2 separate regions of the Mus musculus genome follow, and region 2 is linked to region 1. The links are chromatin contacts, called in public Hi-C maps. All regions are on one chromosome and are shown on one strand. The core of a region is the stretch at or near the end of the contact, and the rest is flanking DNA. Distances in the headings are between cores, read along the strand shown. Region 1 overlaps Ror1 (receptor tyrosine kinase-like orphan receptor 1). Region 2 overlaps Ror1 (receptor tyrosine kinase-like orphan receptor 1).

The links. A called contact is a pair of places that touch in the nucleus more often than the background predicts.
Region 2: a Hi-C map of liver shows a contact between it and region 1, with 2.3 times the contacts expected there. The contact joins two enhancer-like sites. A contact is called at or near these places in 7 of 484 Hi-C or Micro-C datasets (the HL-1 cell line, bone marrow-derived DN3 thymocytes, conventional dendritic cells and 3 more) and 3 of 115 datasets of contacts at active chromatin or transcription factors (differentiating embryonic stem cells, extraembryonic endoderm stem cells and hepatocytes).

The regions. Positions count from the first base shown.
Region 1 is chr4:100,211,922-100,216,927 of GRCm38.p6, forward strand. All of the region lies in intron 1 of Ror1 (receptor tyrosine kinase-like orphan receptor 1), which reads left to right. Among named protein-coding and RNA genes, the nearest start is that of Gm12701, 95 kb to the left of the region's middle. Within about 2 kb of position 2,655, at least 41 of the 459 cell types and tissues checked have an H3K27ac peak or open chromatin away from gene starts, as enhancers often do. A contact at or near this core is called in hepatocytes and liver, where this site is marked.
Region 2 is chr4:100,350,536-100,355,680 of GRCm38.p6, forward strand. The region is part of intron 4 of Ror1 (receptor tyrosine kinase-like orphan receptor 1); the gene reads left to right. Among named protein-coding and RNA genes, the nearest start is that of Gm35760, 40 kb to the right of the region's middle. Within about 2 kb of position 1,451, at least 23 of the 459 cell types and tissues checked have an H3K27ac peak or open chromatin away from gene starts, as enhancers often do. A contact at or near this core is called in hepatocytes and liver, where this site is marked.

The DNA.
Region 1 (5,006 bases), core at 1,405-3,904:
TGTGGTGGGAAGGGGAGAAGAAGAGCTTTGTGGGGGCCCCGATACTTCTGTGGGTGCAGAAGCAACTGGCATATAATTGCAAAAAGGGTTGAAAGGAGTAAGGGAGGAGAGGAGGAGATTTGTCGGGACGGGGCGGGGGGGGGGGAGTACTGCAGCGTGGTAATTGGAGATAGTAGATGGCAACCCCCAGTGAAGCTGGGAAGAAAAGACTGTGTGCTTCACAAACACAGGACGGAAGGGGTTTCATGTTTAATGTAAATACACCTGCCGTTTGTTCTCCAAAGCACTGGTTCCAGGTTTTGAGATAAAATAGCATTTTGAACATTGTGCCAGTGGAATTTGTCTTTCTGTGCCCAGGCACTGCTGTTCACTTTGTTCTCAGCAGAAACTAGAGAAGGGAGAGAGCCCTGACTGGCTCCAAGGTCTTACCCCAGCCAGCATTGCTACATCCACCGAGTCTCAGTCTGGATCTCCCCCCTTCCCCCCCCCCCCCCCAGACAGGGTTTCTCTGTATATATAGCCCTGACTGTCCTGGAACTCACTCTGTAGACCAGGCTGGCCTCAAACTCAGAAATTCACCTGCCTCTGCCTCCCAAGTGCTAGGATTAAAGGCATGAGCCACCACTGCCTGGTGTTACATCCTTTTTGTTTGTTTGTTTGTTGGTTGGTTGGTTGGTTGGTTGGTTGGTTGCTTGGATCCCTTGACATTGCCCAGCAGACAGTCACCCTTGTGGCCAACCCTGATCATGTCACCCCCTGCTTCTACGCTTACCACTGTGTTATAAACAGAGGCAGAAACCCTTACTTCTCTTACAGAAGTCCCCACTGCTTTTTGCCTTATGCCCATCCATCTATCAGATGCTCATCCCTGGGTGGTCATTGCACTGGCAGCCCCCAACCGAGCGAGCCTGTACTGGTCCCCTGCCTGCAGAGCCTCCTCCTCCTCAGTTCCCTTCAGCCTCAGTTCTGTCCATAGTTGGTGCCCTATGTTATTTCTTTAGGGTGCTTTCTCTGAATCTAGCCCACCAGTCAGAGATACTGACCCTCTCTTACACTGCTCTTGGTACCCCATGTCCTCCCTTTGTGGCTTTTGTCCCTGATTATAAGGATGAATTTGTATACTTATTTGATTGATCTCTGTGAACTCTACCAGTTCAGTGGCTCTGAACCTTCCTAATTCTGTGTCTATTTAATACAGTTCCCCATGTTATGGTGACCCCCAACCATAAAATTGCTTTCATTGCTACTTCATAACTGTAATTTTGCTACTGTTATGATCATGATGTAAATACTTACATACTTATGGAGACAGAGTTTTGTCAAAGGGTCATGACCCCACAGGTTGAGTACCATTGTTATATTGTGGGGGTCATTCAGGCTAAGTTGGCTTTGTAGTGATGTTGGTATTGCCACAAGCCTGATACTTAGAAGGTACAAGTGTTTGCTGAGTGAAAAACTGAAGAACATATCTTAGTTAAAACACCTAAGCAAATGAGATGGGGAAAAAATTCTACAGTTATAATTCTACAATTGAACAAACTCTATTTTTGATTTTTTAGTGTATACTTTTAAGTTTTTATTCATTCTATTAAAATAAAATGGCTTCTCATTTAATTGTATTAGACACATGATTGAATATCCACCAATTGTATTTAACTTCCAATCATTTTTTTAAAAATTAACTTGTGTCTCTAGCTGCATATATAACAGAAGATGGCCTAGTCGGCCATCATTGAGAAAAGAGGCCCCTTGGTCTTGCAAACTTTATATGCCCCAGTACAAGGGAATGCCAGGGCCAAGAAGTGGGAGTGGGTGGGTAGGGGAGCAGCGGGGGGTGGGGGGAAGGTATAGGGAACTTTCGGGATAGCATCTGAAATGTAAATAAAGAAAATATCTAATAAAAAAAGAATCAAAAAATTTAACTTTTTGTAGTGAGACCTCCCCCCCCCCAACATGATTATATGATATGTTATTTCATGGAAACTGATGCAGAAATGACATCGTGTCACCTTAGTGAGTCAACATCTTACATAGCCAAAACGAGTACATGCCACAAAATCAAGGTTGAACGTACAGGCAAATGGAACCATGTGGCAAAGGATTTCTAGACCATGCGGGGAGCGTGCTGGCCACAGGAAATGGCTGTGGCTGGAAGTGGGGAATGTGGCAGGCTGTTAGAGTTGCTACCTGCTCCTGGTCAAAGCAGGCCTCTTGTGTGGAATGCCACCATGGCTCTGGGACATGGGCAAGAAAAATGGTTGCCCTGGGATTCTCTAGAACCCTCTTGGGCTTGTAACAGGGTACTGACGGAGGGTGTGTTTTTCCTTGCTTCATGCCGAGGCAGTAAGGAGAAGTCACTTGGGACCCACAGTGCTGTGGAAGAGGGTGTGATCAGTCAAGTTGATCACACTAATTCAGCCTTTAGCAGACAGCACAAAACAGTGACTCTGTAATGCAGATCCCCCACAGCACCTTCTGATGGAATGACCCTGAATGACTTAGGTACTGCTTGGTTTACCACAAAGGCAAGGAAGGAGGGCTAGGAAGGGTAGCCACAAGGGGGCACTAAACCAGAGCCAGAGGCACAGAGTAGGGCTGGTTCCTGACCTTTGTCACTGTTTCCTGCTCTCTGCTGAAGAAAGGTCCCTTCAAAGGTCCAGATGACAGCAGGCTGATTGTATTTCAGCCACCCCACACTGCGTGCTTGCTCTGAGCGGACACCTTTTGCTGCAGAATCCAGGAGCAGTGAGGTCATTACCACTTTCATCCCTGATTTATACACTAACTCCTTGAGACACGAGGAGGGTGGAAAACAGGATTTGAACGCAGATCTGTGTGAGCCCAAATCCTGTGCTTTCCCAACCACTACTGATGAGGAATCTCAGTAGGTTCTTAAGAAGGAGCACGCTCCTCTCCGGAGGGTTTGTGACCCAAGAGTATGAAGAGAAACAAGGCGAGCTCTGTGTTCCCACTTGGGGAAAGTTAATATTTCACTGCTCTCGAGAATTTAGGAGCTTGGTTAAAAACTCACTATTAAACAGGGATTTTCTTTAATTCCTTTTGTTTAAAGATTTTCTTGTGAAACACTCTATGTACTGTGCCTCCCTCTGAGACGTCAGTGGTGCCAGACCGTTAGGGAGTTTGTGTAAATAGAGAGACGGCCAAATGCTGCCCACACAAGTCGTGAGGCATGAGGCTGAGTGTGTGAAATGGTTTCACAGGCAGCCAGGGCTCAGAGAGTGTCCTGGGACCTCACCTGCTTCCCAGGATCTGAGGACAGGGCCGTGCAGGCCTAAGGATAAAGATCCAAAAATTGTCTGACTGTTCATTGGGAAAAGGCGAAGTCTGATAAGGAGATGCAACCGTTTAGTCTTGAAAGGTCAATATTAATTATTGTTAATGCATATCTGGATTTCTTTTCTTATTTTCAAACTGACACTTCTTACAAAAAACAGGAATATCTAGAGAGTAAATAATGGGACAAGAATGCTTTGAAACATTTTTGAAATGATGGTTCAGTGCCTGGGGTCAAAGTGTAGAGCTGGTTTTCTTCATGTATTAAGAAAATACATAATTTTTAAAAAAATTAACATTGTTTTGGGCAGGACTGTATTATATTTACATGTTGAAAAATGCTTTTTTGTTTTTTTACAACTAATAGGAGCTTAGCATTGTGAATAAGGAGCAAAGAGAGCCGGTGTGGATGAATGCCCTCTTTCTTTAGTTGCAGAATTTAATAGCTGCCACTGAGAACGTTTTCTTTTAATCAGAGAAAAAAATTATTTTGTCCTTGACATTTATGCCAAAAGCCAGCCTAGAGAGTATGTTTTATAGCCAGTGCTGGATTACCCTAAAGGTAGAATTTTCCTATGTACAATATTCACTGAGTAGATTTGATTGCGTTAGATAACCGATCTATTAGAGAATCTTTCCAGTAGTTCCCCAAAGATGAAGATGCCTGGTGACAGGAGGATCACAGGTAAGTGCTCACATGCTTCCTGACTCTGTGACCTTGAGTGACCAGTACTGAGTCTGTTTCTTGATACAGGAGGAGATCTTATGTGCCAGCACCGTCATGCTGTCATAATGATTAATGTGGCTAAACATTTAACATAGTCCTTGGCAATTATTGAGTAGTCACTAAGTATTTGTGATACAGAAATGATACAATAACTTAAAACTTGCCCCAGAGAATGCTTCCTTTGTGATCTGGTGAGCCCTAAGAATGTAGAGAAAATGAGATGGCTCAATCTTCTAGAACAACTGCTAAATCTAAGTTTAGCAGAGGCAAACGAAGCTTAAGACACTGCATGCGGAGGTTGTTAGAGAGGCTCTGCTACTTTATTAAATGCCACGGGGAAACTGTCTGTCACCTCTTAGCTTTCTTTCCTCTATTTGTACATGCTATCAGCACATGCTACATATGTTTAGGCATTAATGGGCAATCTCAAAGAAATACATGATATAGATAGACCCTGACCTGATGGAAGTTTTTAGTATATTTGCAAAATTAAATAGACAAAAATTAAATATCAAAATAACATCTAGCTGCCAAATAAGGGGAGTATTGGCGGGAGGTAGAGACCCCCAGCACACCTGGGGTTGCAGCATTGGCAGTGGGGAGGGAACCTGCATCCTATGACAGAGCAATGGAAAGCTTCCTGCTTGTCAGGGTGAAGTCAAGGAGGAAGCTGGCTTTGATGGGAACGAGCAAGGCAAAGGCAAGGAGAGGTGGTTAGCAAGAGAAGCTCATTAAGATCTAAGGCTCTCTTTGAACCTAAAGTGTCTGTCTTTGTGGACTGATCAAGCTTGTCTGTCAGGCCCTTGTCCACCACCATGATTCATTAGCCTGTCTCCCTTATCATCATATCAAAAGTAAGACAAGAGGCAGACACAGATAGGAGGAAGTACTTTGCTTCTTGCTACTATGCCAAACATAGTTTACATACCACAGCCAGTGACCTGTCAACCCACCTCTCCTGGACACTTAATCATTTCCCTGGAAT
Region 2 (5,145 bases), core at 201-2,700, 140 kb after region 1:
AGATCTGAGGGAAAGCCTCTGATGAGCTCTCTCCAGTGGGTTCCCCCATCCCCAGTGGGTTAACAGGGCATGCAGGAATGGTAGACATTCTTTTGGATGAAATGCTGTGTCAGAGTGGTGAGCTTTCCCTGTAGCCCCACTCCAAGGCTGGGCGTCCTTCACTAGAGGTCAGCATAAAAGGAGTTCTGTTGCTGCTCCATGGTTCTCAATAGAGTTACAGCCTGCAGCCTGACCAGCACAGAGACGATAGAGTCCAGTGCAAGGAACTGGACTCAGGAAGGTGAAGGAAACCAACCTATGCTTGTTTGTTCGTTGGCTGGCCTGACTCTGGTTTTGGTCTTTTGCTATTGGTGTGGTTGAGTTGTTTTGCAGTTTGAGAGATTAGACCCTGCCTTGCACATGCTAGACAAATTACCACTGAGCACATCTCCAGCATTCATTCTTCTTTGAATAAGAATAGCTTGCCTTTCTTTCAAAGGGAAACTGCTACATGGCCACTCTTAGACAAAAAGAGTTGCTACTTGACCAAGCCGGCCCCTGCGGTATACACGAGGATCAGCATTTGCCCCTAAGCTACTAGACTGTTCATTTACAGGAACCCATAAACCCCTGTACTCTATACATCCACATTCAACTTTTTTAGGAACTGCCAGATAAAACTACAAACTACAAAACAACTCAACCACACCAATAGCTAGCCAGGTAAGTCTAAACATCTTCATCCAGGGATTTCAAAGCCTCTGAGGTGTGCCTTACATCATTTCCTTAACTAGTTGTGAGATGGAGGTTAAAGGGGCAGAAGCAGATGTGTGGGCTTCCTGATAAAGGCTGGACTTGAACTGGGTTCTAAGATAGAGGGGATTAGGTGAGGCATGCAGTATCCCTCACAGTGATGATTCACAATTCCAATCCCACACTCAGGAGATGAGTCAAAAGGGGTGTGTGTTTGAAGCCAGTCTAGGCTACATAGATTATGTCTCAAAAAAAAAAAAAAGTAATAATAATAAATAATAATGGCAAAAGCCTTGGGAGAGCTGGTTGCCTCTTGTGTAGACTAGAAATGGGGGATGCTTTAGGAAATGATGTAGGGCACACCTCAGAGGCTTTGAAATCCCTGAATGGAGATGTTTAGACTTACCTGGCCAGTTATGGACAGGGTTAGTTAGGAAAGTCCACAACAGGTCATGCTGCCTCTGCAGGCTGATACATACCATCATTCTTTGCTTCTGTTACAAAGACTAGATTAGGCAGAGGTAGGAGAGAGTCCCCTGAAAGCAGCTGTGCCCTTTGTGTGACAACAGGAGAGTTATCTGGCCTCTCAGGACTGAGGGTTTTTTGTTTGGTTTGTTTGTTTTTTTTGTTTTTTGTCTTCTTCCAGACAGTAGGTGGCTGTGGCTAAGCTCTGTGTTTGTCTTGTATGTGGGTTGGAAGGACAGTCCCTGGCATGTGGTAATAGTAGAGGTGGTATCTGCCAAGTTTTTGTCAGTGTCCCAGGGCACTGTACTAAGCACCCAGCATGGCTAATTTCATTTCATGCTCCCAGTAGCCAGAACTTTCTGAAATGCTTGGAGACTCTGACTTGGGGACATACTTTCTGTGTCTGATCAAACAATAAACCTTGTGGTACAATTAGAGCCAAGCACATTCTCTGAATGTTTGAGTTCTAGTTGGGAAACCCATCCCTCCTTCCTCCCTCTTCTCTGTTAACCACCCTCTTCCCCAGTTAAGTTCCCTCCCAGTTGCCCTTCTGCCCTTCCTAGAGCCTATGTCTTCTGAGTCCCCTCTCTAGAGTTCCTTCTCCCCTCATCTACCATGACCCCTTTCTATTTTCCTGGATTCTGTGATTACTTCAGGTTATAAACTCACATTCAAAGTCTCAGAGCGAGGATTCACAAATTAGAGAGAACATGCCGTATGTGTCTTTTTGACTCGGGGTTCCCTCACTCTGAATATTTTTTTAGCCTGTTTTCTAGTTCTGTTTATGATTTTCTCTAGGAGTTTCAACTTTCCCATTTCATGGAAGTTGAGGTCTTTGCTCAACTCTCACCGACTTTTTGTGAAGGGTGATAGATATGGGCCTAATTTTATTCCTTTTCATGTGAACACCCAACCTTCCTGTCACCATTTGTTGAAGGTGCTGTCTTTTCCCCTGTGTACATTTTGGCATCTTTGTCAAATATCAGATGATCTAATTTAGTGCACTCTTAATTTATCCCATTGATCTCCATGGCTGTTTTGTGCCAGACTCACATTATTTTTATTGCTATACCTCTATACTATCTATAGCTTGGAATCTGATATGGAAATATCTCAGGCAAATTTTGGGGGATTTCTTGGGGTGGGGGCATAGACAGTTAGTACCTCCAACATTCATGTGCAGGAAAAGACTTTCTGAATAGAACTGCATTTGCTCAGAGACTAAGGTCAAACTGACAAACTGGACCTCATAAAACTAAAGAGCTTCTGTAGAGCAAGGAATCAGCCCATCCAGGGGCCACGAAGTCCACAGAGTGGGAGAGTATCTTCCATATGAATTTCTTTCCTATTTTTGTCATGGGAATTGTTATTGGGGTAATTTACATTGAACCTATAAATTGCTTTTGATGAGATGTTCGTTTTCACAATATTAATTCTGTCTATCCATGGGATGTCTTTAATCATTCATACTTGCAAACATTTAGAGAATAAATTACAAGGTTTAAAAACTGTGCCTATGTCTTCTACCTCGATGCCAGTATGTTTTCCTTCTGCAGGGGCTGGCAGTGCCTGCCACCCCACTCATTAGCTCACCACTGTCACCCCACTCATTAGCTCGCCATGAAGAGAAGTTCCTTTAACTTTTTTCACAGCCTTCGTTTTTCCAGCCCTTTTGGTGGGATGCTGACAGAAGCATCTTCACCGACTTCCATTTTAAGACTGAGGTGGGATTACTCATGCTCTATGAAGCACACAGATACGGTGTGCACTCAACAGAGGCTGGTACAGAACAATGTATTCTAGGACCATCCTCATGCATTCTCACATGGCTACAGTAACTGACCAGGTAGAACCTCTTCCTTGCTTCCTTTCCATTGGGTATTTAGATTCTTTTTTTTTTTTTTTCTAAATTCACTATCTATCTCTCATTTACCAATATTCGTGTTCTCCTAAAATGGCTTTCCCAAATCATCTTGTTGGGTTGTTTTCTAAAGAAACATTTGTAGCTGATACCACCTTTGCCCTCTCATGCTTGTGGTTCTGAGAGCTGGTTCCCATGCATCGGTCTGTCTGGATTCCTATTATGGTTCTACACACATCTTCCTGGAAAATGGGAAGAATGCATGACAATGTCAGCAAAGACCTGTGACAAACCATGGATATGATAGTCTGGTAGATTGCCAAAAGAAATTATCACTGTTCTTTTTCGTGTGTGTGTGTGTGTGTGTGTGTGTGTGTGTGTGTGCCCTCTGTGCCTTAGTTCAGGCCTCTTCCTTCCAGTGATTTCATTTTGGGTCTCCCTGCCATCTGGGACTCCCTGCCCTTTGCCATGTAGAACCCCTGCTCATTGTGGCTGGAAATGATGTCCCTTGTGTCACTGGATCTTATCTCGTGGGGTAGCTAGGACCCTGCAGAGCTATTTGAATTGTCTATCTGTTTCAAATCAAAGCCCCAGTCTTTTGTTTGGGACTTAGAGTAAGAGTTCCCAGAGTTCTTTGAAATTGGACACTCTTGAACACACCTGGAGACACCAGTGAGCCAGCCCACAGGTTCCCTGGTTGACAGACACACAAAGCTCAGGGCAAAGGTGAGCTTTTCGTTTCTTCTCCGGGTCCTTCAATTCCTTTGAAATCTCTATGATTGTCCCCTTCATGGATCATTCAAACAGCTGCAGGAAATCCTCAAGCTGTGTTCTCTCCAGATAAGCATCCAGGTCAAAGGGAAGACTTCAACATGCCTTCTTGAGGAAGAAGCCTGCTTAAGTTTAGAGGAAGACATGGAGACGAAGGTGCCACTCAGGCATGTGTGTGCTACTTTGAGTAGTTGCCCATACTGATGCCCTCTGAAAGGTTCAGACTTCAAGAGAACATGGAGGCAGTGCAAAAAGCCTGTATGTTATATCTCAGAAATCCTATGGTTAGTTATTTAGTTACTTTCCCAAAAGGAGGAGCGTAGTTCACAGGGTGAGTGCTTGCTGCAAGGCTCAGGCTCAATCCCTGGCACCAAAGCAATGAGAAGCAGTGTAGAATGTTCTAAGAGTAACACATTTCTTTGTCTTTGCCTCAAATTACATCATGAAAGTTCAATTTTTCATCCTCATGCCACTTAGAAGCATCACTAGTTATGATTTGATATATGTTAATTTTTCCAATTTTTAATTTATTATTATCATTTTATTTATTATTATAATATAGAATGTGGATGATGTGCAAATGTGTCACTGTGCCAGAAGACAACTTTGTGACATCTGTTCCCTCTCTCCCCCTATATTTGGGATCTGGGGCTCAAACTCAAGTCCTCAGGCTTGAGAAGCAAGCACGTCACCTCCTAAGCCATCGTGTTGGCCCTATGCCGCCTATTTTTGAGGGAACAGTGGTTACCTTATATTCTGAAACAGTAGGGAAATAGTTTAGACTGAGCTTTAGTGGATCATTTTAAAAGCTTGAGTTGATTATTTACAAGGAATATGGTAAAAAGCAAGTTCAATTACCTGAGCCTCTGTCCGTGGTTTATAAAACAGGAATAATATATCTACCCTAGAGGATTGTCATAAGATACAAAAGAGCCCATAGCATGGCAACATGGTACCTGACACACAACACAACAAGACAAGTATTTCTCCCCCAATAAAACTGCAAATGTTAGTATGGGGAAGGGGAGCAGGATTATAACCGATATAAGATGTAAAGTTAGTTAAAAGACCGGTCCACAGCCCCTTTGGTTTATCATTGTTGAGTAACCAATTGCAAGTCTATCATGAGAATGAAATGCACGCTACAGGTTACAATACATCTCTGCTTCATAACGCTGGGGCAGCATTCTTGAGCTCCACCTGGCTTAACAAATCCCTTCCCCCTCTTCTTGTATGACTGTTGCAACCCCGGGCCCTGAGGGCAGTGGTAGAGATGAGCCTGCCACGGACTAAAGCTGCCTGCAAGCCCTCTGATG